2 separate regions of the Mus musculus genome follow, and region 2 is linked to region 1. Evidence: chromatin contacts called from public HiChIP or PLAC-seq data. All regions are on one chromosome and are shown on one strand. Each heading gives the region's core, a stretch centred on a gene start, on an enhancer-like site or on the middle of the called end of the contact. The rest is flanking DNA. Distances are from core to core; before and after follow the strand shown.

Region 1 (3,652 bases), core at 488-2,987:
AGCAAGCTATGGGGAGCAAGCCAGTAAGCAGCCTCCATAGCCTCTGCTTCACCTTGAGTTAAAGTCTTATTAGAAGTCTAAGATGAAGTAAACCACTTTCTCTCCAAGTTGCTTTTGCTCATGGTGTTTCATCACAGCCATAGAAATCCTAGCTAAGACAGAGAAAACCATAAAATTTGTTCTCTTAACATTTTAACTGCACACTTTACTAATATTGACTACAGATGCTGTGTTGTCTTAGAGTTATTCATATTAATTGACTAAAAGTTTTTGTCTATTGATAAATAACTTCTACATGTTTTCTCTTCTGGTAGACAAAATTCCATTTTGCTTTTATGAATTTGACTTTATCTATTTTAGTTTTTTGAGACAAAAAAAAAATCTTGCTATATATCTCAGGTTGGCTCAGAACTCATTATGTAGTACAGACTGGCCTTGCACTCATGGCAATCCTCCTGCCTAACCCTCCCAAGTGCAGGGCTTACAGGAATGGATCAGCATGCTCAGCTTGAATGTGACTACTTTACATACCTCCATGAGGCAAACAACTCATCACCTGTCCTCTGGGTCTTGCTCAGTTCACTGATAGCCATTTCTTGAAGGTTCAGCCATGGCTTTTCACATGGCCTCATCATCATCTTCAAAATGTGGTCTATGTACACCACATTTCCTCCAACCACTTCCAGAATGATTTCTCTATCACAGCTCCTGTGAATAGAGCTGCAATGACTATGTGAGTGCTGACATCTCACTTCCATACTTACTTCCCCTCTTACTGGGGTTCTATTTTTAATTTCTGTGTGTGTGTGTGTGAGTGTGTGTGTGTGTGAGTGTGTGTGTGTGTATGTGTGAGTGTGTGTGTGTGAGTGTGTGTGTGTGAGTGTGTGTGTGTGAGTGTGTATGTGTGAGTGTGTGTGTGTGTGTGTGTGTGAGTGTGTGTATGTCTGAAATCACAATGCTATTTCTAAAGAGGAAGAGCGTTCTTCCCTGTAATTTCCATTTTTTCTTCTAATCTCATGGAGGGAGGGCATCAGCTTACCCAAAATGATTCTGACTCATTAACTCAGAGGAAGTTTCTTCAGAACAGTTGAGGCCCTGACTTCTTGCTAACAGTAAAAAAAAAAAAATCCAATTTATACACATTTCTGACAATATTTATTAGCTTTTAAAAATATTATCTTTGTCACTGAGATGGCTCAGTGGGAAAAAATGCTTGCTTCTGAGTCTGACAACCTGAAGTTGATTCCTAGGACCTACATTGTCGAAGGAGAGACATGACTTTGGGGAGTTGTTCTGTGACTGCGTGCGTGCACACACGGGCACACACACACATGCACACACACACACACACCCCAATATTATTTAATAGTAAAAGCATTATCTATAGAAGGACACATTTAATGTGTGAAATATCTGGTCGAGATCTTTTACAAAAGTCGTAACATCAAATGTTTCTCATTTTAAACCCAAGGAAATGTGAGCTTTGGGTTGAAGTAGAAATGTCTTGCATAAATTGGTGGCCTTTGCTTTCTACAGTGGGAACTGATATGTACAATCTTATTCTTGCATATTTACAGACAGGCAAACAAGTTAAGGAATGAGCTCAGCTACATCTAAACATAGGGGCCCGAGACACTGTTTTAGAAGCTAACACCTTCTCCTGAAGCCAGTGACTAAGGGAAAGAGTCCAACGCCCAGAAGAGAAACCTCTTCCTCTCCATGTGGGGAACCTTAGCTAGAAACCTTGTGACAAGCTCCAGTGCACACATCCTGCCTCTTGTGCCTGCTGCAGGGCTTCTGCTCTGACCAGACCTGGTAAGGTTGCTGGAGCCTGAGTCATGTCACTTCATCCAGTTATCCTGCTGGTGCTTGGTGAGTCCTGGGAAAAACTGAGGGGTGGGGAAGGGAGTCTATTCCTCACTCAGCCTTGAGAGCAGCGAAGGCGATTCTGGAGCCCCTGGGAGGAATGCCTCTCTGCCCCCACGTCCTACTTGGAAGATACCTCTGCAGACTTATTGTTAGGAACAGTGATGGGGCATGAAGTCAGGTTCAGCTTTAACAGGACTTAGGAAGAGCCTGCTTTTTTACAATCAAAACTGTTACGTAGTATTGATTACCCTGCTTAGAATAAAAAAAAAAAAACCTCAACTTTTGTTAGTTCTTTGAGTATTTCTTATATTACTCACCATCAACTTTTCTAAGTTCCACTTTTCCTCCCTATCCTCTTAACTTTGTTCCATTTTTTTTTTTTTTTGAAAGCACTGTAAGACCAATTTGTGCTGCCCGAATACTCCTAAGTATGTGGTCTAGCACTGGAGCATGGTTGACTTACCAGGGACTACACTTTTATTTTATTTTATATTTTTGAGGCATGGTGTCACTATGTGTTGTGTCCGGCCAGCAGACCACAACCTGGGTTCTAGCCTGGAAAGGCATTTTGGAAACCTGGAAGAGAAGAGGGGCTAGGTGGCGAGAGAAAGAAATGTAGCCAAGACAGTTACTCTGATCAAGGCTCAAATTTTATTGTTGCGACACTAGTTATGAAGGAAGGGGGAGGGGACCCGATTCCCGCCGAATAATCTCTGGTCCAGTAGAAAGGTGCACGTGTGTGGCTCCGCAGGTTCTAGCAGTGGGCGTGGCAGAACGAATGAGCAGGAAGCTCCACCCCTGAGCAAGCAGGTTTCAGGCTGGGGGAGGGGAGACTACATTTCCTCCCTTTTATTAACAAAACTTAAAAAAAAAGAAAAAGCTGGCCTGAGGGGGGGGGGGGGGGAAATTATCTATGCTCAATAGTTCTGCCTGGAATCTAGGGCTAAAGAAAAAACTTGCTTTCGTGGGATTCCTTAATTTTTCTTATGGTAAACTGTATCTGGCTAAGACTGTCCTTTCTTATCTTAGTAAACAACTAACTGAAAAGCCTGGAGCTGCAGGCTCTGACTTTATTATGCTAATTAGTACTGAGTAGGTAACTTTCTAGTGGAATTTTAAGTAGGGCGTTGGAACTCTGGCTAAGTTTGACTGAACAAATGTGAAATACACTATAATAAGAATAACACTAAGTTGATATTCCTTCACATTTTTGGATGATAGGTGGGAAACAGGGAGAAGGGGTTCGACCGGCTCTGTAGTACAAAGCCAATTGGCTTTTTTATTTTGGGGTGGGAGGCAGTGAAGACAGTACGGTCTCCAATCTCTCTCCCCACTATTAATTAAGTTAAATAAGGCAACGCTTAACTGAGGTGATCAAATGATTTTCTCATCCGTAGATGAGTGGGCTTTTAACCTTGGCTTGGGTGGACATTGACCCGATTTATCCCGTGGATGCTGTTAAGACCCACACCTGTGGCTCTCGGTATCTTTTGGGGAGGGGAGGCAGAGCCGAAAAATATTTTTGATTTTTAGCCAAAATTTGATACCAACCTCTTTCAAACCGGGTTTATCTCACAGGAAACTCAGAAATGGTCAAGCTGGACCTTCCCCTGCAGTGCTCTCTGCACCAAGCGATGCCCATACTGAATTTGTACGATCACAAACCAGTATGCACAGTTCTGAGTACTGTGCAGCTCCTAGAGGAGAATTATCAACCTCAGATTTAGCAAGACCTAGGCAAGAATTATGTCATTAGTAACACCACGACTTGTGGCTAAAATAG
Region 2 (3,375 bases), core at 501-3,000, 770 kb after region 1:
GTTCACGGAGATCTGCGTGCCTCTGTCCCCTGAGTGCTGGGATTAAGGGAAAAATCTTTTTTTGAACTCTGAGTCCTTTCAGAATGAGGAAAGTCTGGCCTGGGAGTGCAGAACAGTGTTCCCAAAGCACCGGTAGAGGCAGGATTGGAAATTCGAGGCCTTCTTGGGGTCACAGAGAGAGTTCAAGACCACCAAGGGGTGGGGGTGGGGATGGGGGGAAAGGAAGTCAGTAGTGGTGAGGTTTTAAGTAGAGTATTTGACTAGCATGTGTGAGGTACTAGGTTCAACCCCTAATGGGTGGGACTGGGGCTAAGGGAATGAGACTCCTTAAAACTCCTTCAATCTGATGGAGCTCCAGGACACAGCTCTTCCTTGGCTCCAGGCAAGAACTCATGCAGGAGTTGCAATTCTCCCTGGGAACTAGAAGCCTCCAGGGCACTTGGGAGTTGAGACAGAAAGGCAGAAACCCCCAGCTCCCACCAGGATTGGTTTTTTTGGGAAGCCAGGCACCCCGCACTATAATAAGTGGGCAACAGATCGCCTGTAATCTCAGCATTTAGGAGGAAGAGGCAGACGGATCTCTACAAGTTCAGGGCCAGCCAGGTCTACATAGCGAGTTCCAGGACTACAAAGGCTATATACATAAAGCCTGTCTTTAAAATTTTTTAAACAAAAACAAAAATGGCGGGTTAGTGTCCAGCATAAATCCTTCTGTCAGGGAGAAAAGTTAGGAAAGGAGGAATAGAAAGAAAGGAAGACCTTAGGAGAGGTAACGGAACTAGTGATAGAGGCCTCCAGCATCGTTTGAAGTCATTGCTCAGGAATGCTCAGCTAAAGACATAAGCAGGGTGAGGAAACGCCCCTAGAGTTTCCTCCTAGGTCTAGTTCCACTCTCAGGGCCACACCCAGCACCCCTGCTACCATCCCCAATGCCACACTCCTGAGGTCATCCATCACTCCACAGACAGGGCACATGCTGGGCACAGCCCTGAACAGACTCCAGGCCACGCCTCACACCAGTGGTGGGCTCAGCCGTAAGCCTTCAAAGATTCCTACCTCCCTCCCCCCAGCCCCCCCCCCATACTCTAGTGCGGGTGCAGGCCTCTGGGAGGGTCAGAACAAGGACTTTCCCCTCCTGAGTCCCTCCAGGTATAAGCACCAGGTATAAGCATCCAGGAGTTCCATCTTCTCGGATTCAGGGATCTATACTCAATCTTTCCGAGTCTTCAAACCAAGAGTCGAGATCCCAGCCCCTCCCTTCTTCCGTCCCAATTCAAACTCCAGTACCTTCTCCCTCAGAACAAATTCAGACCCCCAACTTCCTCCAGATTAAGGTCTGAATCCTGCCCTCCTCCCTGAGACCCATCTTAAATACAGATCCCAAACCTTTTTGGTCAGACCTAGGAGTCTAGATCCCATCCTACCGCTCTCAGCCTCAAGGGTCCAAGTACCACCGTCCTTCCTCATACCCACGTGCCCACTCCCCAGTCCCTCTTCTTTCCCATGTATGACCTGTATGAGCTCAGATGTTCAGCCTTTCATCCAGAGCTTGAGTCCTGGTCCAACTGCAGTGTTTCTAGGGATCCAGACACCTGAATCCGTGCCCACTCCTCTTTCTAGAACCAAGGATCCTGGACCACAACTCCTTCCCTTTGGGGGTCCCTGCAGCTTTACCTCTCCAGGCAGTGGCGACTGTAGCACAAACAAGGACGACAGCTGCAGACCAAAAGGGTCTTAGGACTGGGTGGAGTTGGCCAGCTGAGGAGCGCGCGAGGGAGGGGTTGTGGGCGGGGTTTGGGCCTGGCTAGGGCGGTGAAAAGGGACTTTCCCTTCATTCAGGCTATCCCTGGTAGGCCCCGAAGGCGGGGCTAATGCCACACCACGCCCCCAGAAGGCTAGCGTCCTGGATCTCCCGCCCTACCAGTGAGGGGGTGCAGAGCTGAGGTCACCGTAGCCGTGGAGACAAAACAGGAAGACACAGCAGCTGGAGGGGTGGGGTCTCCTGGGGGCTATCCTCCCTGTCATAGCTCTAGAAAGAAATCTTCAGGGTAGACCGGAGAATGCTGTTGCCATAGAAACGTACTTGTTTATGATTTGTTTCAGATAGAGTCGTCGCCCCCCCCCCACTAAGCCGGGTCCCCACGCCTAGTCTCACCTCTCATTCAGTTCTCCCGCTCTCCGCCCCACGCCTCTGTCTATCAGTTCCCCCACGATACCCAGAAAAAGGAAATCTTACACATCCAGGTCCCAGCAGTTTGAGGGTCAGCTAGACCTCTGTTTAACGGAGTCTTGTCTACCTGAAGCAGAATTTAGGGTGCCAGGCCTTGAGCTTAAGCTACCTTGACTAGTGAGGGCCCACCCCCAAAAAACAAAGACTAGATTCCTTCGTTTAGGGGTCTGCATAGAGAGTGGGCCATATCTCCAATTACACTGTAATCATGGCCTGAGGACCCTTGGGCCAAGTCTCAGAAGATCACAGCCAGGAGACGCGAAAGGATGATGGATAGTAGCTAAATTCCTGGAAATTTGGAGGGAGGGTACCAGATTTCTGAGCGTTCAGTTTTCAAAACATATGTGGTTGGTTGGTTGGTTGCCTGAGTCTAGAAGGGCACGCTATTTTTGGCCTGAATTCCTGCCTTCAGGACAAAGGGAGAGACTCAGAATCTTTATGAGGACAGGGCTAGGGCCCGGAGCTCTGGATTCTAGGTTCTATCATATGGGAAGGATTCCTCGGGCCCTATAGTACCGGGAGGAGAGGGGCAAAAGCAGGAAAGAGATGCAGGATTGGGAAAAAAAAAAAAAAAAAAAGTCGGATTTAAGGGCCTGAAAGAACTCGACTGAGCCAGATGGGAAAAGAAGCTGAAGGTCGCGATGCTGGAGGGACCTTTAGGTCTCTCCTAAAGGTCCCAATGCTGGCCCCCTGGGCAGGGCGGAGACCCAGGACACCTGGTTCCCTCCCTCCTGGCTGCACTCACTCACCCCGCTCTGCAGCGGTCCCGGGCGCGGCCTTGCTCTGCTGCTGCTGGGCGGGGCCTAGTGGCGGCTGCGGCTGCTTGTCTCTTCCCGGCGGCTGCTTCTGGTTACCTTCCAGGAAGACTGGAGAGGTTTATAGTCCTAGCCCTAGAGAGGAAGCTAGGAGCTTCGCGAAGGGGGTGGGAGGTGGGGGTTCGAAGGGGTCCAAGAGCTCACTACAGCCAGCTTCGTGTCCTACAGAGGAGGGAGGAGCTGGAGAGGGGACCTGGACGCTTGCTTCTTGCTTCGTGCTTTGCAGAAGTGGGGGTGGGGAACAAGGTAGGGATGGGTAGGCGAAGAGCTGTGTGCTCACTTTGCCTGTCTGGGAAGAGACCCAGAAACAGACCCTCTTTGTCATTTTAT

Evidence for each region. HiChIP or PLAC-seq counts read pairs in DNA pulled down with a chosen protein or histone mark.
Region 2: a contact with region 1 is called in an H3K4me3 HiChIP or PLAC-seq map of bone marrow-derived macrophages, with 4 times the contacts expected there. The contact joins the promoter of Myadm here to the promoter of Lair1 in region 1. A contact is called at or near these places in 1 of 39 promoter capture datasets (pre-B cells) and 2 of 115 datasets of contacts at active chromatin or transcription factors (bone marrow-derived macrophages and large pre-B cells).

Annotation. Positions count from the first base shown.
Region 1 is chr7:4,061,289-4,064,940 of GRCm38.p6, reverse strand. It overlaps Lair1 (leukocyte-associated Ig-like receptor 1), which reads left to right and starts at 1,737. Exons shown (of 8, transcript NM_001113474.1): 1 at 1,737-1,872. The coding sequence starts at 1,839.
Region 2 is chr7:3,288,930-3,292,304 of GRCm38.p6, reverse strand. It overlaps Myadm (myeloid-associated differentiation marker), which reads right to left and starts at 1,750. Exons shown (of 3, transcript NM_016969.2): 1 at 1,675-1,750.